Regions from separate parts of the Mus musculus genome. Here regions 1, 2 and 3 are each linked to region 4. A link is a contact called in public ChIA-PET, Hi-C and HiChIP or PLAC-seq data. All regions are on one chromosome and are shown on one strand. Each heading gives the region's core, a stretch centred on a gene start, on an enhancer-like site or on the middle of the called end of the contact. The rest is flanking DNA. Distances are from core to core; before and after follow the strand shown. Region 1 holds the start of Ripor2 (RHO family interacting cell polarization regulator 2). Region 2 has its middle 38 kb from the start of Ripor2. Region 3 has its middle 63 kb from the start of Ripor2. Region 4 holds the start of BC005537 (cDNA sequence BC005537).

Region 1 (6,401 bases), core at 3,744-6,243, 160 kb before region 4:
ATCTCTGAGTTCGAGGCCAGCCTAACCTATAAATTGAGTGCCAGGACAGTCATGGAAACCCTGTCTCAATAAAACAAACCAAAACAAAACAGTGTCAGACCCAGAGCTGGGATTGTGGCTTGCCTAGCTAGTATTCTTGCCTAGCATTCACGAAGCCCTGCATTCAAACCCCACTGCATAAAATGTGCATGATAGCCCAGGCCCGTGGCTCTAGCACTCAGGAAGATTGAAGCAGGAGGATCTGAAGTTCAAGGTCAGGTTTGGGAATATTGGAAATTCAAGGCCAACTTCGACTACTTGAGTGAGAGCCTATCTCAACTAAAGTAAAAATCTCAAAACCAGCAGCATTTCAAGCTACCCCATAGCCAAGCACTGGGATGGCTGAAAGTCTCTAAGGGAGGGTCATGTGATTAGAGACAGGTCTTCAACATGAGGTCCTGAACTCTGCTCCTCTCATGGACGTGAGGCATCCCAGTTAGAAAGGAAGCCCAGATCTCAGGCTAGATCTGATCACCTCTCCAGGAACTGTCAACGAAGGCCAGGAGTAGAAGCCAGAAGTCACCAGTGTCCTAGGCACAGGATACACAGAAAAATTAAACACAGAAGGATCTGATAGATCCCAGGGAGAACATCAGCTTCACTTGGCAATGCCGGGCATTCCTCGGGCACATGCTGAGCTCTGAGTTACAGAGATGGAGTTCTAAATTGGGAAATCAAATCAAGCTTTCCTTGATTCTTCTGATGAACGGTGTATTTATCAATCTCCACCAGGCTCACTGGGCTGATTCTGTTAGCCAAACATCGGCTCAAAAATTCTCCGGAAGGAGAATGACACAGCCTTACTGTTTCGGAAAGGGAAACTTGTCGGTACTGCTGAAGTTAAAACACAGTTTCATGCTACCAAAAATAAAGCCGTTCCCATAGCACCCAGAGCACTTCCTCTTTCCTATGGCACACCTCACTTGCTCATCTCCAGGACCACCCCACCAAGCAGGTCGGGTTGCTGCAGTAGCCTTCCCTAGCCCACTACCTGATACTGTCCTCACCCAATGGTCCACTGATAGTAGCTGCCATTTTTATTTGTGAGTATTCTTGATGAGGAATGACGTGAGGGGGTGGGCTGAACTATGCTCTAAGGAACCATTCTTTTCTTTTTTAAGTCAACAAATTTTTACTTAAGGGATTTTGTATGTCGCTCTCTCGCTGCCTATTGAGGTCACGTGGCTCCTTCAAAGCAGAATTCAACATTTTAAGACAGCCCTGTTCTAAAAGCACTGATGCTCAATCCAGGCATGCAGTCAGCCCACATTTCCCTCATTTGAGCTTCTTCTGTTTCCACATGAGTGGAGAACATATTCATGAATTTAGAGTCCTCCATCTGAGATGAGAGAGACACCCATGACAGTGTGACAGTGCTAAGTGGTGACGGTATTCGTGACAAGGCTCCTACTTTGAAGGTGAAGCCTGGAGCTGAAGGCACGAGTCTTATTATAAATGGATGGAGTTTGTTTGGTTTGCTTTGTTTTACCAACATAGCACTGGCACAACCTACATACAGACCTGTGTGCAATATCATAGGAATGAGTGTGGTCTAGATTCCTTCGTGTTAAGAGAAGTGGAGTCTCAGAAATTGAGGGGGCAGATCATGTATCCTAAAGTGGACCATAAAGCAAATTGTTCCAGGAACCATTCCTTTCTGCCGGCATGAGGAAATGTAACTGTCTCCTAGTGAGGAGGTTCCCAGAGTACCCCTGCTTCCATGAACAGAACAGATCTGTGCTTCATTATTTCCCTGGGTAAAGTCACAAGAATGCCCTTGGCGGATAGGAATGCTCTGAATTCTGCTTAGGGAGCGGTAAATACACCACAAGAGAAAGTAGAAATAAGGAGAAATCCACCCCTTCAAGAATGGGGACTCTGGAGATCTCAGCAGAGACAGTAGGTGGAGATGCCTGCTGTAGAGCTTTGGACTGAGGTGCCTGGCTTCTTCTGTGTACTCTTAATTTGGTTGCCCTGACGGACAAATCACTTAACTTCTCTGGCATGTGAACCACAGGGCCCTATCAGGAACGAATTCTGTCTCGTTAGACCTATGATGCTCCGTCCATCCGTAACTCATGCTCATACCTGCTGTCTGAGGAGGATTTGTGCTAGGACCCATAGCGGCTACAGTCATCCAGGACAGATCCCAGTCCAAAGAGGAAACTGACCTGGGTTCAGGATCTACCCTTCCATCATATACACACTGCCTGGGGAACCAGCTCAAAGTGGCACTTTGCTCAACCCACTTCCTATTTATTTGCAATTTCAGTTCTGCCCCAGGTTGAGGAGTTGAGCCCAGGAAATGTAACACTGTTTGGAGCAATCACACTTCAGTACCTGCAATATTACTCAAGGTAGAGGTTCTAGGCATCTTGAGATCTGGCTGTTAGGAAGTTCAGAAGTGAGAGGACAGGAAAGGGACAAGGGGCCGGAGGGAATGGAGATAGCTGGGGGCTTTTTAACTGAGTGTGAATAAATGGCTGCTGCTATCTGGATGTGGGCAAAGGCTCTCCCGACGGAGATAAGCCAGGCTGACAAGGGAAAGGAAATGCTTGTAGACTCAGGAACTGCTTCAGAATGCAGTTATCCATCTTCCATCTGATAGGCCTGGGACACAGTGGGTAAGGCAGAAATGGTCCCTGCCCCGTGAGCTCACAGATTAGTGACAGGCAAAGAATGGTCAGCATTGGAAGACAAGTGGGGATGGAAATGATCACTGGGGACATGGATGTACTAAAGATGCCAGTGGTCTGCGATGACCCAGGAAAAGGCTGCGAAGGTTTGAGGAACCAGAGAGAGGCCCTGGAGATAGTGGAGATCTATAAAGGGTTGGCTCACCAGGATCTTGTTAGCAGTGGTGCTGAGGTTATGTTTCTTGTTGCTATGATCAAATACCTGGCTCCATTCGAGAGGATACTGACCATCATGGCCAGGAAGTGCTGGTGGCAAGTACCTTCTCTCCTTGTATTCGGACCAGAGCCCCAGCCCAGGAATGGAAGGTGCTATCCACATCTAAGGCCGGCCTTTCCACTTCAATTAACTTATCTAGGGAACCCTTTACAGACTGGTCCAAGGGTCTACTGCTTAGGTGAGTTTAGATTCGACCAACCTGATGATGAAGATTAACCATCACCAGCAGTGTGGACTTTGGGTTTTATTCTGTATTCCATATAGGGAACTGAAGCAGGATTTAAAGCCACAGAAGAGTCACATTGTGGTTTACAGGGTTGTTTTTTTTTTTTTTAAGGCCACTGTTTCTGCAATGTAGATAGACTATTGTCTATCACTGCCTAAGAAATCAACATACAGTCATTTAAAAGAACACACAGCATTAACTCACAATTTCCACTCGTCAGGAATCCAAGCCCGGCTTTGCTGTGTCCTCCAAAGGATGGGTGTGCCATGAAGAATGTCTCCCCACAAGCCATGTCTCTTTTTTGCATGAGCATCTAAAGTCGATGAGGCTGGGTCATCTTGGACAAGTTAGGCTAACTCTCTGTAACCTTAGTTTGCCTGCCTATAAAGTGGGAATCAAAATACTGAAAGGTTACAGCCAGGTGTAAACAGTCTAATGTCAGGGGATAAGAAGATCGCCATAAACTTACGTTTAGTTCTGTACGGATTGATGCATTAGGGACTTGCTTGTTGAGCAGAACACCCATGAGGAAACACACAGAGAGCTTGCTTGCCCTCTGTGTGCTAAGCTGTCACATGTGTAGTCGTAGTCGACGCTTTCCTCCTAGGAAGGAATGTCCACATGGGAAGGTGGCTTCCTGATGGGGAGTGTGTTGAGTTGAGAGAAGGGCATTGGAGAATGCAGCTGGCAAGGGTAGCCTGTCTGAGCTCCTCTCAAGCCATGGCCTCGTGGTCCAGGTGAGAGGCCTGTACAGTGCTCCTCCTTGGGTGATCCCTGAAGTCTGGCTGTATCCTTAGGTGGGGTGTGATTCAGCTGCTTGCGTTTTCCAGGTCTAAGGATGTCCAGGTTTCCTGATGCTGCCATAGACTCCTCTCCTAGCCTTTGTTGGTCAAGGTTTATACTTCTTGATTCTAATGTCCTCATAAAGTGACTAGGTCTCAGCTTGGAATGTGATGGATGAATTTGTGGGACACTTTGATTTTACATATTGTAAATACACAATTGTATGAGTAAGACAGTTTCCCTGAGGAGGAAACTGAGGCCTGGAAGACTGCCAACCTAAGGATGGACGCAGAGTCCACTCTTGGGCTCCAGGTCCTTAGAATACCCAACCTCATACTCTTCACTCACACACATATAATAGCCTAGTTACCAATGCTGACCTGGGATTTACTATATATAACCCAGGCTGGCATCGAACTTACAGCAGCCTTCCTGCCTTAGCCTCTTGAATGCCACCACACTCAGCTTCTAAAGGTCCTTTTTCTATGGAATGTTTCTGTCTGTCAGACCCACCTACATTTTATAGCCTTATGTATAATTCAAATTCACACCAAAAGAGAGGTTTCAAAGTCAAACAAAAGTCTTGCTTCTCCCTATCATAGTGAAACCTCTGTCGAAACAAGCCCTGGGTACTTGTACCCAGAGGCCCTCTCCAACCGGGCTTTTCAACATAACTCCTGCCTTGAGCCTTGAACTTCACTCTTCACCACTGCACACAACCCTCCCCCATCTCATCATTTGCAATGCACGGCCCTTTTTGAGATCCCCAAAGGCTGGCTGCACAGGCACTCTTGTCTCAGCTGAGATCTCCTCTAATGCTCCGTGTCCGGCTGGTCTCAACTCCCCTGCGGCGGAGTCCTTCTAAGCTGCGCCACAAGCTAGTGTCCCAGAGCCTGACGTGCAGGCAGACGATCAGCTGGAGGCAAGCACCCAAGCGCACCCTGAAGGAGTCGGGCTGAAGGGACCATCAAGCAGCTGTCTCCACCCGCCCTCCTCCCTCGCCCCCCCCCCACCGGTGACGCGCCAGCCCCCGCGTGCGCGCCTCCCCACCGCCCTCTCCGCTACCGCGCTCGCTCCGCTCTCTGCCACCCGCGCGTCCTCTGGCCCCGCAACTTCACCCGGCGCGGCGGCAGCTGGTGCGACGCCCGAGCGCTGGGGCCACGACTGTTACCCTCGGACCTTTCCCTGTTGGCTGGGAGGAACGAGCACCGGTGTCCGCGGAGCCGGAGGTGCACGGCAGCGAGGGGCGGTGCGTGGGTGCCGAGGTGGTACATGCCACCCGGTACTAAGCGTCTCCGGGCACTAGGAGCGTTCTCGGCAGGTAGGTGCACGCGCCTCTTAAACACATTCTCTGCGGCTGATTTTGGTTTCCACCGGCATGAGGTGGGTGTATGGAGGAGTGTCCTGGGCTTGAATGAGCCTGGCATATTAAGAAGAACCCTTGGGTGTCCGGGCTTCCTAGGTCCTGGCGAATCCGGGGAGCCTGATGTGGGCTGGGACGAGAAGGGAAGTTATTAAGGAAGAGGGGCCGTGCACTTAGCGCAGGCCGACCCAAAGGATGTCCCGCACTGTGGAAGGACCGATTGAGAAGGCTAGAGAAGCCTGTGGCACTACCTAAGGTAGGGGCTTGTCAGGGACAGGGGATCCCGCGGGTGGGATCGTGGATGAACCCTGGCTTCCGAAAGACTTCCGGGCACCCAGCAGCGATGGGTGATCCAGCTCAGAGGGAGGATCGCAATTTCCAAGGGCTTCATGTGCCTCCAGACTGAGCAATTGAGCTTGGCTGGGACCCAGCTGTTCCAAATTGGCCACGTGAAACCGGTGAGAATGGGGAAGAGGGCAAGCCAAAAGAAATGTGTTGTTTTTGATGCCAACCTGTGTTTGGAAAGACTGGGGTACGGGGTCACACTTGGGGAACACTCTAACCCTAGCAGGTGTCTGTGATATTGAACGTGCGCGGGGGGTGGGGGGGGGGTTCTGTAGTTCTCCCTCAGGCTATTTATTACCTCATAGCTCCCTCCCACAGTTTCCTGGATAGGGATGCAGACCCCTCGCTGTAGAAGAGGGCGGGCGTTGGAATTCGCTAAGCAGAGCCATTCAGGTGCGAGAATGACAGGACTGTGGACAGTCACAGCTCCTGAGTGAGAAAACAAGACGAAATCCTAGAGAAGCTAGCAATGTTTTTTGGGGAGTGGGGGTGGGGCAGAGTGGGATCCACAGCCCATAGGCTCTGGTCTGGGGGACACCTATATGTTGCATGAGTGACTGTGAAGAAATGTCAACACTTCAGCTGGGGGAACAATGTGATTGTCTTTAAAGCACACACACACACACACACACACACACAAGCTGCCTTTCCTCTCAGCTCCCCTTGCAAATATGAGCACCCGCCCATTGTTTCCTGACACAGTCATTTCTTCCTTCTTCTGTTTCGTTGTTT
Region 2 (7,116 bases), core at 1,033-3,532, 200 kb before region 4:
GGAAGATGAAGCAATCTAGTCAACCAATGAATGTGCCCAGCACTTCCTTCTATGGTACACCCACATCAACTCTATGACTACTACCGTTCACCTGGGTCATATGTCTTCTTAAAGCTTTCAGGGAGCAGACCTCATGCTCAATTTTTGTCCACTACAATGCTGGAATCCTGTCCAGACCTACTTATAAGGGGCAATTGTTTTTCTTTTTTAATCAATTTACTTATTTTATGTATATGAGTATACTGCAGCTATACAGATGGTTATGAGCCTTCATGTGGTTGTTGGGAATTGAATTTTGGGACCTCTACTTGCTCTGGTCAGTCCTGCTTAGCCCCGTTCACTCCAGTCGACTCTGACCGCTCAGGCCCAAAAATTTATTGATTATTATATATGAGTTCACTGTAGCTGTCTTCAGACACACCAGAAGAGGGTGTCAGATCTCATTACCGATGGTTGTGAACCACCATGTGGTTGCTGGGATTTGAACTCAGGATCTTCGGATGAGCAATCAGTGCTCTTACCCTTTGAGCCATCTTGCCAGCCATGTTTTTTGTTTGTTTATTTGGATTTTGGTTTTGGATTGTTGTTGTTGTTTTGGGTTTTTGGGTTTTTTTTTTTTTTTTTTTACAGGTCCTATCTTTATTCACTTCTTCCTAAAATAAGTAAGGTAACACTCACTTTAGGGAAGAGACAGAGAACCAACCACAAAATCAAATGACATTTGTTTCCAAAATGTAATTGCCACACTGCAGAATGTATCTCTCTTGCTGTCATGGTCCTGGATGTTCCACACTTAGCTGTTGCTTCTCACAGGACTGCTGGGGCTTCACTTAATGGTTAACAGAGTCTCAGTCTCAACTGTAACAAACAGAGTAAAGAGAAAGGAGCCGCACTGGCGACTACTAATGTCTTCTAGCATGGCTGATGCTCTCTTCCCTGTGCACCCTATGTGTGAGCTTCAGAGTGGTCAAGGATCAGGGACTGAAGGTACCTTTCAACAACAGATACATCTTGTTCTTGAGTTTCCATGGTAACTCTGCCCTGTACCTTCGAGATTTCCTTCTCTACATTTGTTTGCTGACTGCCAAAAAGGGGTCTGCGATGTTTACTCAAGTCGTTGGCTTTCTTCAAAAATGTGTCAGACATATCTTCAGTATTTTCAAGCTTGGTTTCATGATCTGCTATACCTGTCTGTAAAATCTTCATTTGCTGCTGTTATAAAACCGAGGTGTTCTTCTTGGCCCCTTGTGCTGCCCACCTCATCTAGACACTTCTGGTATAGGGACCCATACCTTTCACAGTACACAGACTCAAGCTCCTGCCTTGACTTCTGCTGAGCTTTCAGAATACCCTGGAGGCTTTCATTCAGGTTTCTGAAAGAGGCATTTACATCCTTTTCAAACTGCTTCCTCTTTTCCATAAGAAACTAAGTAGCATCACCTTAGAAATCCTGCATCCTCTTCTGAACAGGCTCGGGGCCTCTTGCACATCTGAATCTGAGCAATGACTGCCCATCTCACTGGTACCAACTACTGGATTGTCCGCAGGGTTGACTGCATCTCGGTTCTTGGAGTCTTCTGATGGAGGGTCTTATCTACCCTCGGGCACTTGGCACTTTACTTCATGGCCTTCTGTTCCTTGCTTGACATGGCTGGAACCTTCCTGGGTCAGACAGAACTCCATTCAGGGTGGGCACGGCTATTTGGGGCAATTGTAAAAATTAAAGAAATAGTGTGAGCTCTTTTGTTAAAATAACCATGATTGAAAATTAAATTCTACAAATGTAGAAATGAATAAATAAGATTTAAAACGATGCTACATAATGTCTGATACCCATCAGTCTCCACTTACTACACTGGAACCTAAAAACCAAGAGATGGATATTCCTGTTTCTCACACAAAAGTGCGCCTTCATTAGCATTAATATTGTATTGTAAAGTGCAATGGTAGAGACACCATCAAGTGGTGAGCTACTGTACACCCAGTACAGTAACCCTACCCAGATTTGTGTTCAGCAAGGCTAGGTTTCTTTGAAATTAATAGAGAAAGTATGCATGCTATAGACATTAGTACACACTGCAAATCAGGGCCCCTGGTCAGAACTCCTCTTTAGTCTCCATCAGCATGTCACTCTGAGTACTGTCATCAGAATCCAGGGCTGGGTGCCCAGTGAATGTTGAAAGGATGGTGGGGAGAAAAGAATAATGCAGGGTTGAAGAGGCTGAGAGCGACAACAGGAGGATGCTGGAAGGGTGGGGCATCACTCCTGCCCGCACCTTTCCGACCACACAGCCTGCAGCCTCAGCTGTGCTGTTTCCTCTGCGGTAGCTTTCTCATGTTGGCTCCTGCACATTGTGCAAAAGAGCACAATGTGGTCCAGCGACTGTGTGCTTCCTATTTCTGAACTCTGTTGCTTCATCGCATTTCAAAAGAGGTGTAAATTTTACAATCCGGTTCATTCCATTAGAGATAGCGATGTGGCAATGCTCACTGCAGAATCTGTATTTACCATACACAACTATTTACTACTAGATCCAGAGGAAGGTAGGCAGGGCGGGGTCGCTCTGTGGCAAGGTGGCCTTCACCACAAGTTCCGTTCCCATGTGCCCTCTTTCCAGTGCTGTGCAGAAAAGAGAACTAGATTGTGCCCTCCAAAATGGCTACTGTGCATAGAAGACCAGTGGAAATTATGCTCAGAAATTGCCAAAGCCAATGCTGGAAATAGCTACCACCAAAATATTGTATGAGTGCTTATGGGCAGTATTTCCTCAGAGCATTTGTAATGTATATATATGTTTGTCTATTAAGCATTTTACAGTTTTCAGGGCTAGGAATGTGGCTCGGTGGTAGAATACTCACCTACAATGCATAAAGCTCTAGTTTTTATCCCCATCATTGAAAAAAATGTATGTATGTATGTGTGTGTGTGTGTGTGTATATATATATATATACACATATATATACATATATACACATATATATATATACATATATACACACACATATATATACATATATATATACATACATATATATACATACATATATGTACATGTAGGCATATGTGTATATTAAACAGTTTTTGTTCTTGTTGTTTTCTTTTTATTTTTAAGGAGATTTTGTTATGTAGCCCAGGCTAGCCTAAAAACTCACTGTGTAGCCCAGGCTGTCCTTGAACACATGACAATCCTCCTGCTTCAGCCTTCTGAGTGTTGGGATTATAGACATGAGCCACTATAAGCAGCCAAAATAGATTTTGAAACAGGGTCTCACTGTGTAGCCCAGGACAGCCTCAAATTCAAGATTCACTTACCACAGTCTGCCAGCTGGTGGAATTGCAGGTTTGTGCTATCACACTTGGCTAGTTCCCTTTTGTTACATCAAAATGGGGGAATAACTAGGAAAATCAAAAATGAGGCTGAATCCCCAAACAACAGCAAAGGGTGGAAAGAAAATGGTAGAGAAAAGTGTATTATCACTACAAACATGTTTAGAATTCTTTAGTAAGCTGCTTTCAGTGGCACCCTTTCCTGGGAGAAATATCTTTGTCAATAAAATTGGAGGTTCCTAGTCCCATGTTTGGCAGACAAAATCATGTCAACTCATGCGCTGGATGACTGATTAGAAGAGAACATGTCTGTTCAGCCCTCTTGCACCAGGACTTGGGGTGGCACAATGTATGTCCTCTGTATCCTATATGCATGCTTTGATTCTTAGATAGATAGATAGATAGATAGATAGATAGATAGATAGATAGATAAAATACTTGTGAGACTGGAGAACTGTTCCCATGGTTAAACACTTGCCAGCAAATTCTGTGTGTGAGAATGGGAGTTCAGATCCCCAGAAACCCATGTAAATGCCATGTGGGTGTGGTGGCCTGACTGTGATTTCAGCCTCAGAAGGTAGAGACGGGAGAGTCCCAGAGGAACCTGGCTCCCAACAGTAGACGTATCCACAAGCTCTGGGTTTCCCTGCGAGCCTGGGTTTGACTGAAAGACCTTTCCCCAGTGAGTAAAGTGGAGGAGCCAACAAGGATGATTCCCTACACCACTCTCTGCTCTCCACATGCACACACACATACATCCGTACACATGGTACCTCCCCCATGCTAACACACATATACACATGTGCATGCATCACAAACATACACACACAAACACACACTGGAGAAAGAAATATACTTGAAATGCAAACTGCATCTGCACTGAACATGGGCAGTCGTTTCTTGTTACTTTTCCCCAAAGCAACATGGCATCCACATAGCATTTTCGTTACTCAGTGTTATAAGTGACTTAGGGATGGTTACACGGTAGAGAAGTTGGTGCTGGTTATATGTGATTAATATATAGAAGCCATGAGCACTCATGGGTTTTGGTTTCCCAGAGATCCAGGATCCAGTTACTATGGACACTGAGGATGACTAATCAGAAGTACATCTTTCCACTGGGACTCTCTGGGTCAAGCCCTGTAGTGATGGACCTTTCACACAAGGTTGGACAGTGTAATCAAGTTTCCTACATGTAAAGAATGTTACCAACCATCCTGACCTATGCTTTGGTAGCCACTGCTCTCTTAGATGTCATCCCTCCTTGACGTGACCCTCCTACGTATCTGGTGATCCTCAGAGAATGTCTGGGAACTGATGGCTTGTTCATCTGGAAAACGTCCAAAATATCTGTGAAGACTGACTGGCATCAGGCCTCCAGGGAGCGTCTCAAATAGTCTTTGTCTTATAGGCCTCACACTAGAGTGGGTAGACTGCCTTATGAACTGAGAGACCAGACCTGGACTTTTGGGTCCAGTGTCAAGGCTAGGCTATGAGACTTAGTTCCAAGACTGAAGGATCAGCAAAGAAAGTAGGAAATTTGAGACCCCAGAACCAAGCATGAAGCCCTGTGCCCCGAGCTGTGACATGTGCCCTGAGCTCTGACATGGAATGCCTGTCCTTCTGGCTTTGCACCTGAATTTATTTTCCTTTCATGTAGATGGAATGGTTCAGTCATGTCTGTAGGAAGCCTCTACAGTTGTAGTCACTAGCCCTGGAAAATGTACCGGCTCATTTCAATGACACTGCCACAGGACACGTGCCCTGTCACCCAGTTTCCTTGTCCTGAATGTCCTATCAATAAAACGAGTTTCCTTCCTTACCTCAAAAGAATCAAGGACTTTGCATCCCTGAGTCCTTAGGAAAGCATGCTCCATTATCCTCTTTAATATTATCATCATACAGCACCCTAGGACCCAGGAGTGCACCACCAAATGCAAGACCCACATTTTCCCAAGAGGGTTTCAGGACCTAGAGACAGACATTAGCAGGAGGGTGTTTGCCTTGTATGCAGGCATGAGGCCCTGGGTCAACCCCGAACACACACACACACACACACACACACACACACACAAACCAAACAAATGATTTGGGCTAGCACAGTGGTGCAATCCTGTACTCTCAGCACTTAAGGAGGCTGAGGCAGGAAGATTGCTATAAATTCAAGGCTAGCCTGGTCTACACAGACAATACTAATTCAGCCAGAAGTACAAGGTAGGACCCTGTATTTAAAGCCAAAACGAAATCAAGCAGTAAGTATTTCTCTTCTAAGGCAGGCCTTGTCAACACACCCCCTTCACAGTCATCCAGCCAGAACAAGAACTGCCCAGGACTGTTTTCAGATTAGATCTGCAGTCTACACAAGTTACTTTAGCACAAAGTCTTTATCAGACACCACCCAGTGAGAGACAAGCTTCCAGTGCCATTCCAAGAACAGCTGGCACTCAGCACCCTGGTTCTAACATCAGGGAAGTTGTACCAGCCTATAAATAACAACCCTCAGCCACAGAGTGCTGCCGGAAGCAGGCTGTTTGGCATTGACATGGGGTCATATCTCAATTGTGCAGCATCGAGTACAAAGACTGGCTGCACATCGGCCCAGCCGCTGCCTCCTTCTCTTCATCCATGAGGTTTGAAGCCTTTCCCTCTTTTTGCAGTGCTCTGTAAGAATCTCTGGGTAACCCCAGAGGATGCAGCCACTCTTCCAGGCTGTGGGTGCCACCTCCTGAGCACGCCCCCCCCCCCCCCCCCGGGAGCATGAGAGCTTAGGAACAGTGGCTAAGTGGTGTGGGTCTCTGCCGGGCCCCTCTCCTTCACCTCGGATGCTTTGTGACACCCCAACCCTCCTCACCTCCTGGGGCGATCCTGCAACAAGTCTCTAGGATGTTAGAAAGTGCACAGCTGGTGTCCGACAAGTCCCCGCTGGAGGCACACCACCTCCTCTCCGTGCGTGCGTGCCAGCTCCTTCTTCTCCTGCTTCCCTTGTTTACTTCTTGGCAGAACATAGTCCTCAGGAAGCTGGCCCAATCTACTCCAACAAACCTTACTCTAAGGTTTCCTGAAAAGCACTGAGGCCCTCCGGAGCAGACACGTGGAGGAGTGTCTCGCACCTTCCAGGGACAACAACCTCCGCCCCTTGCACTGCCAAAAGTGAGGCTTATAGCCAGGCTTAAAACCCTCAGGTGTTGTGTTTTATAAAAAGATAAGAAGAGGAGGGATATGTTTGGTGGAGGTGCAGTCAGATGTGGGGGGAGGGGGGCTCTGCGGGCCCATGCTAAGGCATCCCTTCCCCCTGAGGGACCAACAACAAGGTATGGGGAGGGGAGATGAGAGAGTAGAGGAGTAGAGGCCGGCCAGGAGCACGTGGAGTGTGTGTGTGTGTGTGTGTGTGTGTGTGTGTGTGTGTGTGTGTGTGTGTGTGTAGGGGGGGGGGGATTGGAATGCGGAGAAACCGGGAGCAGGATCAAGGAGACAGAGCAAAGAGCAAGTAAGCAAGAGAGGAGGGGGCAAGCAGCCCCTGTTTAGTGAGTCAGGCACACCTGACTGTTGCCAGGTAACTGTGGGGCGGAGCCTAAACAAGTAGCTACCTTCAGGTACCTCGAGGATTTGGGGAGAATTCTAAACTCTAGTCAATCCATATGGCTATGATGGCTTACATTTGTGATCCCTGTACTTGGAAGACTGAGGCAGGAGGATTCCATCCTAGTCTATTTAGTGAGTTTCAGGCCATCCTAGGAATGAGAGCATGTCTAAAAAAAAAGAAAAAGAAAGAAAGAAGGGAAGGGAAG
Region 3 (6,282 bases), core at 2,638-5,137, 230 kb before region 4:
TTCCTATTGATAACCCTGAGTTATCACTTATTATTTACTATGTTCTACCTGGGATGCTCTTAGCTCCAGTTGGGCAGCCCCCAGGACCACACTCTTAAATCTTAACCCATGATGTCTTCTCCTTCCTCCTCTTCCTGCACGTTCTTCTCCTCCTTCTTCTTCCAACCCAAATCTGCAAAACCTCTGTCTCTTCTGCCCAGCTATTAGCTTTTGACATCTTTATTTAGCAATTACAGTTAACTGGAGCAAGGTCACTTAACTAGCAACTGCATGCAGACTCTCCTGTCTCTGGGGCAACCAGTTTGGGGATCCCAAATTAACATTAGAATCCAAAGAGCATCAGGCCTACCCACTACATTATAGAATAGAGTAGGGTTACTTCCTTTCTCTCTGGGAGTGTGCCTGGAGATCATGTTTGACCATGGACCTGTTGGCAACCCAAGGACAATGCTTCATGGGGAAGGCCTGTTCCTGCCAAGTACTACCTTTCCATGGATGAATCTGACTAGTTCTGGAAGCTTAAGGTTAGTGTTTCACAAGATTAACTGGTGTAGGCCGCCTTCCAGCCTAAGTTTATCTCTGTTGGAATTGTGTCTCTGTGCTCACTTTTCTTCTGCCCACCTCCTGGTTTAAGACTTGGTTCCAAGTTTGGGGAGGAAAGGGGCGATATGACTCTAGGTTTCCTTGAATGTACAGGGGAGAATAGAGCTAGCTCAGTTTTAGATACTCTCTCCACCCTGTGTGGAATAGACAGTAAGAAAGGTCTGGGGATGTGTGTTGTCTGAGTGCGTTTGTGTTGCAACCTCAAAATACAGGAGACTGGATAATAAATAATTATTTATTTAGAAGTCCAATGACAAGGTATTGGCAAGTTGACGTCTGGTAAAGGCCTGGTCTATGATTCCAAAATGGCACACCTTTAATGTCATCTCCATGCTATGATAGTCTCGTTAGCTGTCCCCATGCTTCTGGGAGCCTCATTAGTCCCCCGTCCCTCTTGTGAGTTCTTTTATAAGTCACTCTGCAGAAGCTTTCGTGGCTGGATAACCTTCTCAAGGCCGCACTCCTTGACAATGTTACACTGGGGGCTGAGTTATAACAGAAATTTTGGAGAATGTGAACACTCAGCCCTCAGCTTGTGCTACCTCCAGCTCCCAAGAGGCTCCCTGAGTGATGAAAGTATAAGACAGAGTTACCCTGTTCATTTCCAGCTGCTTCTATTCCTGTTTGTCAGGCAGCAGACATTTGAGGAAAATCTGCTCTGGGCAAAGAGCATTCCATGCTCCCTGCAGTGAACATGGAGGACCGTTAAGGCAGGCGCCATCTGCCCACAATAGACGTACAGCTTTGCTGGCAAAACAGCACATAAAAAAGACAAGTTACAGTACAAGACAGAATATGACCAGCCCCAGTGAGTTTCATAGGCAGTTAAAGTGTCATAAAAATTTAGGAAAGTAATTTGGAACAGTTTTCACTGATAAGAAATTTGGAGGGATACTTGTTGAAAGAGAAACTATTCCAGCTCAGGGAACAGTGTATGGAAAGAAAGTCTACAACTAGTACAATATATTTTAGCAAACAAATTCAGTATTTATGGAGTCCCTAGTGGGTGAAAAAGCAAGAGAGGGGCCAGAAGGATGGTTCACCAAATAAAGCATTTGTTCACTGTGATAGTTTGTACATGCTTAGCCCAGGGAGTAGCACTATTAGGATGCATGGCCTTGTTGGAGTAGGTGTGTCACTGTGGGCATGGGCTTAAGACCCTCACCCTAGCTGCCTGGAAGTCAGTCTTCCACTAGCAGCCTTCAGATGAAGATGTAGAACTGTCAGCTCCTCCTGTACCATGCCTGCTCGGATGCTGCCATGTCCCCGCCTTGATTATGGACTGAACCACTGAACCTGTAAGCCAGCCCCAATTAAATGTTGTCCTTTATAAGACTTGCCTTGGTCATGGTGTCTGTTCACAGAAGTAAAACCCTAAGACACTCACTATGCAAGCATGAGGACCTGAGTTCAAATCCTCAGGGTTCATGTAAAGCTGTTCATAGCAGCAAGCTCTATAACCCTGGCCTTCCTATAAGACATGGGAAGCAGAGACAGGGGAATCCCTGAAAGCTCACAGGTTGACCAGCCTGGTGTACACAGCTGTAAGCACCAAGAGACTCTGCCCAGGCCAGACATGATGGCACTGGCCTTTAATCCCAGCATTCTGGAGACAGAGTCCTCTGGATCTCTATGCAGTCCAGCACATCCAGGGCTATCTCAGAAAGACAGAGACAGCCAGATGGACAGCCAGCCAGATGGACAGACAGGGACTCTGACTCTACCTCAACCAAGGCTGGGTGTAAGGACTGAAACTCCAGATTCTCCTCTGTAATGGGCTTTCATGCTCACGCTCACATACACAGGTTAATTTAGCAAAGAGGGTGTGGTGATGGTAGGCCATGCCTATAGTCCCAGAACTAAGGGGGCCATAGTAGGAAGATTACTGCAAGTTGGTGGCCCTCCTGGGCCACAAAGAGTCCACTTGAAGCCAAACATGCAGACTTTAATTCTTACTTGGGCTGTTCTCATAGCCAAGGTCTACAGGCTCACATGAACTTCCCAAACCTCAAAAGCCCTCCTGTCATTTTATGCTCTCAGCACAGGTGTTGTCTTAGCACTTACATGATAGCATTCCCACAGAACAACCAAGCAAAGCACCACTAAGAGAACTCATTGTGCCCGTAAAATGGGAAGTCCAAAGAGGCAAAGTCCCAGCCCTCAGCCTCCAGCCCTGGAGCTGGCTGCCCTTGGGTGTGGCAGAAGGAAACCTGATCTGAGGGCGAGATGACCTTGACCATCATCAGCAGAAGGACAGCAAGAACATCTTGCAAGTGGAGGTTTTAGTTTACTGCTTTGTTGCCTGTACTTAAAATTATAGGTTGTGTGTGGCCGGGAAAGGCCTTCCAGAAGAGATAAGTAACAAGCTATTTTAGGATGACTCTTCCCATGACATAAATTATGGTTTGGAGAGGAGAGAGTTTGGAGGTACCAGAGGCTAATTAGAAAGAGACAGCCCAGTCTGCATGGAGGCCAGGGAGAGAGGGAACAAGAAGCCACAGACCGGAGAGACCAACTCCTTTCAAACATATAATATCACCGTCTAGCCTGGCATTCAGGGCCGTGGACCGAAGAGTTTTCATGGTTAAAGGTAATATTCACAATTTGGGAGAAGTGGGAGAAAAGAAGTGTTTCAACTGTTTGCTAGGATAGGTTCTGAGCAGGTAAGGAGCTGAGGGCCCAGCCCAGGGAAACACACTTCCTTTGTGTGTAGGAAGCCCTCAGTTCCACCCAACTTCTGCAAAACAGGGGTTTGAGGGGGCTTGCTAAAATGGGTTCTATAACTGCAGCTCTGGAGTAAAAACCTTGGCTCCAGCTCTCTCACCAGGTAAGGCTTGTCCAGCCATCCCAACAGCCAATTAAAGAGACAAGGAATGGAGACAAGTGGAGATCAGGTGACATTGGGAAGAACAGAAAGGGGCAGTCACTCAAGTCCATCTCTGGGTACAGAACAGGGGAGAGTGGGGAGTAGAGGTCTAGTCAATCACCCAGCCCCGCTCGAGGTCTCCTCGTTGTCTCAGTTCTGCGTCTGAAGAGTGGTCCAAAGAAGTTCGTATTGCTTGAGGGGGACAAGCAGGGTCTCAGGAGGTGGTCACTTCTTGCGGTTGTGGATAACCGCTCTCACCTGGGGCAGGGGGAAGGCTGAGGGCTGTGTTCTGTCCTGACTTTGTTCTTCCTTGAATCCAAGGTGATTTTAAGCGATTTAATCTCAATAACTTCATCCTTGAAGCGGCACTGAGCTAGCTTTGGCAGACATACACGTGTTAGTGATTCTCATGCCTATGTGTGTGTGCGCGTGGGGCGCGGGGGGAGGGGTGTCAATCAAAAGCCTGAACCAAGGTTAAGGGATGGACACAGAATGAAGGCATAGGTGACAGGCTTTTAGTGACACTGTGGGTGAGCAAAACCAGCTGCTGAGTGCCTGTTACTGCACCATATGGTCAAGACAGGAGATTATGAGCAGGCAGATGTAAAAGGGTGATGTCACTCTTCCTGGCCATGTGAGTGTTGTGAGAACCTAGTGCTGTGGAGAGGGGTGCCAAAGGTTTAGGGAGCCTGAAGTTGCACTTGGCTAGACGTTTTCACTTGGAGTCTGAAGAATGAAAGAGGAAAGACCTCCATCAGTCTTGCTCTGGTGGAGGCAGACTGGGAGACCTGGAGCTCCCAAGCCCCACTGGGCAGGCTTCTCCTCGACTCCTGCCTTGCAGCCATCCTTTGGTTGCCATGGTGACCACAGCAGACAGTGTGCAGATTCTCTCCAGTTCTCAAACCCCTCCCACAGACTACCATGTGTAGCCAATATGCCTCATGTAGCAATTAAAAGGAAAGATGATACCCACGCCTTCTCTAAAACGGTGGTAGTCTCAACTCTCCAGATAACAACCAAGTGGGCTGAGATAAACACAGAATTCTCTGCATCCCTTTATGGAACTGACACCCGAGTGCATAAGTGCAGATGTGGGTTTACACACTGATATGAGCATGCTAACTCAGAAGATATGTTTCTGAGAAGACAAAAATAAAAAACAAACGACCTGTATAGAACTGTCACCATTACGAGAAAGAAGCAAGTTGAAGAAAGGACATAGACTACAATCCTATCCATACGTGTTAATTCGTCCAAGGATTCCTGTGCCCTTGGGTAACATGTGTCCTTCATCTGTAGTACAAATTCTCTAACCTTCTGTTGTTCTTTCTGGCTTTGTTTAAGATGATGTTTTAGGTAGGGTTACTATTGATGTGATACCCTTACCAAAAGCAACTTGGGGAGGGAAGGGTGTATTTGGCTTACGTATCCCCAAGTCACAGTTCACTGAGGGAAGCCAGGGCAGGAACTCAAACAGGGCAGGATCCTGGAGGCAGGAGCTGATGCAGAGGCCATGAAGGGGCACTGCTTACTGGCTTGCTCCTCATGGTTTGTTCAGCCCAATTTCCTCTAGAACCCAGGACCACCTGCCCAGAGATTTCAATGAGTACAATGGACAAAGTACTCCCAATAAATCATTAATTAATTGTAACAATTAGAAGGAAAATACACAATTGCTTGCCTACAGCCATATCCTACTTACAAAGGCTTTTTTTTTTTCAGTTGAGATTCCCTCTTCTCAGATGACTTTAGCTTAGGTCAAGTTGACATTAACCTATCCAGGATAAACAAGAGTCTCCTGTAGCTCAGGCCAGTCTCCAACTCAACACATGGCTGAGGATGACTGAATTTCTGATCCTTCTGCCTCTACTTCCCAAGTGCAAAGCCATGCACAGTTCCCTTATGCTTGCTTGCTTTTTTTTTAAAGATTTGTTTGTTTGTTTATTTATTTATTTAATGTATATGAGTACACTGTAGCTGTACAGATGGTTGTGAGCCTTCATGTGGTTGTTGCGAATTGAATTTTTAGGACCTCTGCTCACTCTGGTCAACCCTGCTTGCTCCGGTCAGCCCCGCTCACTCAGACCCAAAGGTTTATTTATCATTATACATAAGTACACTGTAGCTGTCTTCAGACACACCAGAAGAGGGCTTCAGATCTCATTATGGGTGGTTGTCAAGCCACCATGTGGTTGCTGGGATTTGAACTCAGGACCTCTGAAAGAGCAATCGCTCTTAACCATTGAGCCATCTTGCCAGCCTGCCCCTTATGCTTTCTTTTTCTAACTTTTATTTTGTAAAATTTATACATTCACAGAAAGTTGCACAAACAGTGCAGAGATCTCATGACCCTTTTATCACATGGTCATATTTCATATATCTATGATAAAACCTAAAAACCAACACTGATCCAAAGTGTAGAAGTGGAAGAAAGGCTAGGTGGGTGTATGGGTATAGGGGTGTGTGTGTGTGTGTGTGTGTGTGTGTGTGTGTGTCTGTGTGTGTGTATGCAGATATGGATATCTCTGTGCATTTATGTCTGTGGGGGTATAGGTGTGGGTGTGTCTATGTTGGTGTGTGTATGTGTCTGTGTGTATAGATATAAGTATAGATATAAGTATAGATATATAAGCAGGATACTGTTTCATAGATGTGCAGATGTCAGCCTGTACCCACCACCACAAATAAAATACAGAGTATTCCCAAGAAATCCTTCCTGGGACACCTTCAGAGTTACCCACCACTTCCCCTAGCCTCATTCATTGTCCTCATCTCTGATCAGTTTAAGATTGTCTTGTATGTGAGACTACGGT
Region 4 (6,474 bases), core at 2,562-5,061:
AAAATGAATTCACAGCATTTTAATTTCCCTGGAGAACATTACGGTCAGAGATTTTTTTTTTTTTAATTTCCTTTGCTCACTGTGTTTTACTGCCTTTCCAAGTTTCAGAGAAAACTGAGCCAGAGCAGCCTCCCAACCCCCACCCCCAAGCCCTTTTAAGGCACCTTACCTCTGTTTTGTGGCTCATTTCAGCTGGCTGAGCTACATAACACAGATTGTAGGGTTTGTTCAGCTCTTTACCAGCTATCTTCAGTTCTGAAACTAAAAACTACAAATTTCCTTAACATTTTTCCATCTTGATTATGTTTTGGATTTGATGCTAGGACTCTATATTAACCTCAGGTGCCTCAAACTCTTGGGTTCTATGTGATCCTCCTGTGTCAGATACCTACCATATTGCCCAGCTGCCTCTCCGTGCCTATAGTTACTACAGCAGCATAAAAAATCATTGATTGAAAAATTCATTCTTCATTGATCTTAGATATGACACCAAAAGTACAAACACAAGAAAAAATAATGAATTTGACTTTTATACCATGAAGGGTATCACCAAAAAAAAAAAAAAAAAAAAAATCAAACCAAAAAAACATATATACAGGAGAAAATACCTGCAATGTATTCCTACTTGTCAATAACAAATTTTAAATAGGAAAAAAAAAAAAACCCTCTGAATAGACATTCTTTCTAATAAAGACATAAAAAAATAGCCAGAAAGTAGATGACACAGAAATTCTACTCCTAGGTTACTAACCATGAGAAATTGAAGAGCCGTGTGTAGACAAAACTCTTGAGTGTTCATAACAGCATTATAGCAGCAAAGGGCAGGAACAATGTTCAACAGCTGAAGGACAGGTTAAAATAGAATGCCTGCCTTAAGATGGAATATTATTCATCAGCAAAAGGAAACTAAGTATTGGTAAATTATGAATAGATCTTAACTAATCACAAAACATTATATACTGTATTTCATTTACATAAAGTCCTAAAAAGGGCAAACTTAAACAGTATAAGTTGGTGGTTTCCTGGGGCCAGGAAGGGGAATGACTAATAATGGGTACTGGCTCTTCTTATGGTGAGACGGTGATGCTTACGCTACTCTTCAAACATCCCAAACACCATTACAGTATCTATATTAGATTATCGATAACAAATGTGCTCACTTCTATAAAGGCCTCGAACATGATCATGTATACACATATTCTTGTTCATACCTTCAACTCTAAAATGTTGTTTTACACATGTGAGCTTTTCAGTCATATGATTGCGGGATAAATCACCAAGTGAGTACTACAAGTTTTATTACATATATATCTTAATTGAAAATTATATTTATTGTATGTAGTGGTGTGTGTGCTCATGACACACTGGTGGGTCCTGGGATCAATTCAAGTAGGGTTTGGCAGCATGTGCCTGTACCCACTGAGTCTTCTCCCAGTCATTCTTTTTTTTTTTTTTTTTCTATTTTTTTATATAGGGTCCTACTATATAGCCCTGGCTTGCTTTGAACATGTTATATAGACTAGGCTAACCTTGAACAGCGATTACCCAGTGTCAGCCTCCCCAATTCTGGAATTACAAACCTGTGTCACCACACTGGTTTTATTTATATTTATTTTGTGGAGGTGGTGGTGGAGGGGAGACAGGGTTTCTGTGGTATTCCAGGTTGGCCTTGAAGGAGAATGACTTCGAAGTCACAACAAACCTGCTTCAGCCTCCTGAGTGCTCGGATTACAGCCACTATGGCTGACTCATGTTGGAACTAATTTGGAACGATCAGGAATGCCAACCTTGGTTCTGGAGAACTTACATTGAAGAATGGGCCCTAGTACATCTTGAACTCCAGTTCTAGGGGATCCGATACCTTCTTCTGGTGTCTGGGCACAAGTATGCATGCAGGCAAACATAAAAATAGGATTTTATTTATTTTCTTTGGCTTATGGATAAAGGGTGATTGCAGCTAATAGATTTTGATTTCACGAAGTGAAAAGCAGCTATTTAGGAGACTGGACTTTTAAAAGTTTCGACCGAGTAGTCAGGAATGCAGCACCCAGGCTTTGTTCATGTGGAGTATCAACCTTCGCTGATTAATTATGTAACTTCGTTTTTATCACACCAGAGTCTCACAAACCGAATGAGCGCTCTTTGGGGTCAAGGACGGCGTGATTCAGCAGTAAACGTTCCAGTGTCCCATTTACCGTTGAGGATAGAGAGTCAGGAGAAGATGGGACGTAGGTCTGAGGTTCTCGGGGATCCCTGTTCACTGTGGTGGAGGAATCACACGTAGAGTTCGGCTGCCTCTTCCGATCCTAGCAACAACGCATACAAGGGCTTCTGTCGCTTAAAGCCCGAGGTCCGTTCGCCTTGGTGGTGCAGGAAGAGGGGTGAGGATAGAGGCGCATGGACTGAGGCTATACTCGTTGGGGTGCAAGCAAGCTTCATTCCGCTAACTCGAAATGATTTCTCCGTTGTTGCCAACTGGCCGACTTCTAGGGAATAATAAAATGACCCTAACCACCCTTCAGTCTTCCGGGTTTCTTCCTCACTCTGGCCCTTCCAACACCCATTTTTCCGCCCACTTCCCCGGCTTTGGCTTTTGAGCATCTCTGGAGCAGTGATTCTCAACCTCCCCATTGCTAAGATCCTTCAGTACTGTTCCTCATATTGTGCTGACTCCCAACCGTAAATTTCTGTTGCTACTTCTTAACTGTAATGTTGCTGCTGTTATGAATGTTAATGTTTTCCGATGGTCTTAGGCAACCTCTATAAAAGGATCATTGGATTCTCCCGTATGGGGTGCGACCCACAGGTTGAGAACCGCTGCTTTAACAGGACCCCCACCCTACCCCACCCCCTAAGTCCAACTACCGCTCCCCAGCATAGCCCAGGGTGGAGCTACTCTCTCCGCTTCGTCATGGAGGGCGTAGGGGGCGTGCTCTTATGACGTAAAAGGACGGGGCGGGGGAGACCTGGACAGCCTGACGGAGGGACAGAGGGGCGGAGGGAGTGGCGGGAGACCCTTGCCACGCCTTAGGACTTTCCATATTGATAAATAGGGGAAATGTGTGTTCTCAAACACCCCTAGGAAAAGAAGTATCTTACTGAAAGCCTAATTTCAAAGCTACTCACTATTTATACCGACTTTTATATGTCACACATTACTAGCTTTTCGGTTTTTCTGTCTCCATAACTGTGAAAACCTTCACGCTTCTTTTCCCGCCTCCCCCTTCAGTTTTTGCCACAGATGGTAGCGTCCGGGGCGCGCGCAGGCGTAGAGCGCTCGGGGCGGTGCCGCGGAGGGGCGGGTGACGCAGCAGCCGTCGCTGCCATTTTAAGTTGTTTGTTCTTGTTTCTTTTCCTCAAACGCGACTCAGCCCCGGACCCGGGAGGTTCCAGCGGCAGCCGCTGCTTCTGAAGCCACTCCGGTGCGGGGGGTGGGGGAACCGAGGCTGTGGCCCCGCGGACGCTCGACCTCCTCCTCCGTTGCGGCTCTCTCCCCCCATCCGTCGGGGCTCTCTCTTGGACTATCTTCCTGAACCGGACTGTTGGGCGAAGCAGGCCTCGGGAGCCGACGCTCGAACCGAGACAACTTTGCCGGGCTCACTCCGCGGACAGGCCGTAGCGCAGGGCTCCCCTCCTTCCCTCTTCCCTCCCGCGCGCTTTCCTCTTCCTCGCCGTCTCCCCCCTCCCCCTACCAACCCCGCGCCGCGTCCTTCCCTCCGTCGCCGCCCGGGGCGCCGAGCCCGACTATGGGGCCCAGGTGGGGGCTGAGTGGCGGCAGCAGCGCGCGTGGCCCGGCCACAGAGCGCAGCGCAGCGGGCATGGAGGGGCTCCGTCGGCCCGTCGTGTTCTCTTGACATGGCTCCCGCCCGCGCCACGAGCAGCGCCCCCGCCGCCGCCGCCGCCTCCTCCTCCGCAGCCGCCGCTCCGCCCGCAGGCTGCGGCTAGACGGCCCACCGACGGTCGGCCTGCGAGTCCCGCTCTCCTCTCCGCGGGGACCCCGCCCTGCCGCCTAGATCCCGGCCTCTCTGTCCCCTTGGGAAACCACCCAGCCGCCCCCACTCGGGAAACATGGGCTGTTGAACGGGAAAAGCGAATCTAGAACCCGGGAACTTCATTCCTTGCTTTTTTTTGGGGTGGGAGGGTGGGCTTCCTTTTAAGAAGTAATTATTATTAACACGATTATTCTCTTCTTTTCCCCTCCTCCCAACTGATCCTTCCTACTTAACTCTCTTCCCGCCTCCTCTACCCGGGCGGGAATTGTTTCCACATTGAAATGAGTGAGAACCCGAGTGATCCAGTGTCTCCCGTGGTGCGAGTGAGTCGCTGCCGCTGAAGGCCAGGGGTTGTGGGTGGGACCTGGGGGTCGAAGGCAGGTGATCCCCGGGCCCGGCCTGGGACGTGGGAGAACCCGCCACCTTAGCCTCAGCCATGCTCACACGAAGATAATCGAACTCCCTACCATCCCGAACTTGAACGGGGTCAAATTTATACGGAGGGCTCCCCGGGGAATGTAGAACCCACCGCAGGGCTAAGGGTGCTTGGATCCCGGGCATTAATCAGGGCTAATCACAGAGCCGGAATAACTATTAATACCGTTTAATAGACCCCCCTTTCCCTCTGCCATCATGGTTCTCCTTGGCAGCAGCGTTCGCAGCCGCCTGAGGGTGAAAACGTGGGTGATGGGGAAGTTGGTAATGACTCCGCTGTTTTTTCTCATGACTCCTTTGGGCAACAGCTGTCCACCCCCGGTATACACTGTAGTTGATTGCAGGGAAACCCTGTACCTCTCCCCTTCTTTCTCTGCTGATTTTGCACTTTTCTCTTTGCTCACCACCAAGTGTAATCAATAGCAAAGCACTGACAGTTCATAGCAGTAGTGAAATCTGAAATAACTAAGAATTAATCAGGTACTACAGCCATGGATCTGGCTGGGTAAAATCCAACTGGGGATTTCAGTTTCATTCACCTACCCTGTTTTGGTGGTTTTCAGTTTTTGGGTTTTTTGTTTTGGGGGGGGTATTTTTTTTTTCCCTGTATTTGGGAAGCAACATCACAATTTTCCCTCCCTTTTCTCAATTTCTTAATCCCTTTTCTGAAAAGGGACTATGCGAATGGGTTTCAAGGATTGGACCGGTGTCAGCTGTGTTTTACTGCGCACCTAAATCCTGATGATCGGTTTTTCATTTTCCCCTCAATGGCTTTTATTTTGGCAGTTTAGCCACATGTGTTTTCCAGAAAGTTAGTTCCAAGTTTTTTTCTCCTCTTTCTTTCCTTCCCCTTCACCTTCCCCATCTAACCCCCAAACATTATTGTCCAAACATGACTGGACAGCAACTTTTGTTTCTTGACCCTGTGGTATGACAGTCTGCTAATATTGTTAGAAGGTGCAGTTTGGGGGTTACAGTTGTGATTTAGCTATTCAATCATATTAGCAGGAAAAAAAATGACTTGTTTCTGTTGTACTTGAGTCTTAAGAAAAAGTGCCCATAGTTTAGTGACAATTTCCAAAGGCTTTAGTACCACCTGTATTTCAAAATGGGGGACCCAAACTCCCGGAAGAAACAAGCTCTGAACAGACTACGTGCTCAGCTTAGAAAGAAAAAAGAATCTCTAGCTGACCAGTTTGACTTCAAGATGTACATTGCCTTTGTGTTCAAGGAGAAGGTAATTTAAAGTTCTTACTGTGAATTAGTACAAGTGGGTTTGTAAGTGTGTATTATTTGATACTTCAGTGTTTTATAAATATTAGGTTTAAGAGTGTTTGGAGTAAGACTACTGCTTTTTACTGCTGGGGTTAGTCTGTGAATAGAGACCTTAGAGAAAATGGAGGGCTCATCATATTGACTGAAATAATTCTAAGGGCTTAGTAGAATACACTTTTAGTTGACATTGGACTGTATAACTGAAACTTTTATGTAGAACAAAAGGGAACTTTAGTAAAGTTACATAGGATGTCTCCATGTAGGTGACATTTCTTAAGATATAGTTAATGAAGGAATACATTTAAACTTCAGAAGCAGCTAAAAACTGAAATGGTAAATTTTTGTTTAGAATTGCTATTTTTTTAACGTTAAAAATCAAGAGGATGTTGGGTGTGTGTTTATGATCTAGTTCCATAGTTAAATATTAGATGAATTTGAGTGAAAGGCAAACAGAATTCAATGAAAGCAGTATTGTTTTGCAATTCAAGATGGACATTTGTCAGTAGGGCTGTTTGACATAAGATTGGGTTATGAATAAAAGAAGTGCAAACTTTGACTTTTGCACTGAAAGTGGTCTGCCTCTAATGAGAAATGTAATCTTAGCATGCAATCTGTTTAGTACTTTTTGTAACTTTCCATGCTTGTTGCCCCAATCTTAAGGTTTGTACTTGAGAACCTTCACCTGTTAGAGTAAGCTCATGGCAGAGTGGTCCCTGTTAGAGTAAGCTCATGGCAGAGTGGTCCCTGTTAGAGTAAGCTCATGGCAAAGTGG

Evidence for each region. A called contact is a pair of places that touch in the nucleus more often than the background predicts. ChIA-PET counts read pairs in DNA pulled down with a chosen protein or histone mark. HiChIP or PLAC-seq counts read pairs in DNA pulled down with a chosen protein or histone mark.
Region 1: an RNA polymerase II ChIA-PET map of effector CD8 T cells shows a contact between it and region 4, with 49 read pairs. The contact joins the promoter of Ripor2 here to the promoter of BC005537 in region 4. A contact is called at or near these places in 3 of 39 promoter capture datasets (hippocampal neurons, neutrophils and pre-B cells), 4 of 484 Hi-C or Micro-C datasets (CD8 T cells, LSK cells, granulocyte-monocyte progenitors and 1 more), 6 of 115 datasets of contacts at active chromatin or transcription factors (effector CD8 T cells, embryonic stem cells, extraembryonic endoderm stem cells and 2 more) and 3 of 9 other capture datasets (adipose tissue, liver and pancreatic islet).
Region 2: a contact with region 4 is called in an H3K4me3 HiChIP or PLAC-seq map of the SCID.adh cell line, with 10 read pairs. The contact joins the enhancer-like site here to the promoter of BC005537 in region 4. A contact is called at or near these places in 1 of 39 promoter capture datasets (neutrophils), 3 of 115 datasets of contacts at active chromatin or transcription factors (the SCID.adh cell line, effector CD8 T cells and embryonic stem cells) and 1 of 9 other capture datasets (liver).
Region 3: a contact with region 4 is called in a Hi-C map of uterus, with 3 times the contacts expected there. The contact joins the enhancer-like site here to the promoter of BC005537 in region 4. A contact is called at or near these places in 2 of 39 promoter capture datasets (hippocampal neurons and stem cell-derived epiblast-like cells), 2 of 484 Hi-C or Micro-C datasets (Sertoli cells and uterus), 1 of 115 datasets of contacts at active chromatin or transcription factors (extraembryonic endoderm stem cells) and 1 of 9 other capture datasets (liver).

The regions. Positions count from the first base shown.
Region 1 is chr13:24,633,655-24,640,055 of GRCm38.p6, forward strand. It overlaps Ripor2 (RHO family interacting cell polarization regulator 2), which reads left to right and starts at 4,994. Exons shown (of 23, transcript NM_029679.2): 1 at 4,994-5,282. The coding sequence starts at 5,234.
Region 2 is chr13:24,597,404-24,604,519 of GRCm38.p6, forward strand. It overlaps a transcript of Ripor2 not described here and the pseudogene Gm11346. Among named protein-coding and RNA genes, the nearest start is that of Ripor2, 38 kb to the right of the region's middle. Within about 2 kb of position 2,283, at least 96 of the 459 cell types and tissues checked have an H3K27ac peak or open chromatin away from gene starts, as enhancers often do. A contact at or near this core is called in the SCID.adh cell line and effector CD8 T cells, where this site is marked.
Region 3 is chr13:24,572,519-24,578,800 of GRCm38.p6, forward strand. It overlaps a transcript of Ripor2 not described here. Among named protein-coding and RNA genes, the nearest start is that of Ripor2, 63 kb to the right of the region's middle. Within about 2 kb of position 3,888, at least 96 of the 459 cell types and tissues checked have an H3K27ac peak or open chromatin away from gene starts, as enhancers often do. A contact at or near this core is called in hippocampal neurons and uterus, where this site is marked.
Region 4 is chr13:24,797,846-24,804,319 of GRCm38.p6, forward strand. It overlaps BC005537 (cDNA sequence BC005537), which reads left to right and starts at 3,812. Exons shown (of 5, transcript NM_024473.3): 1 at 3,812-5,664. The coding sequence starts at 5,536.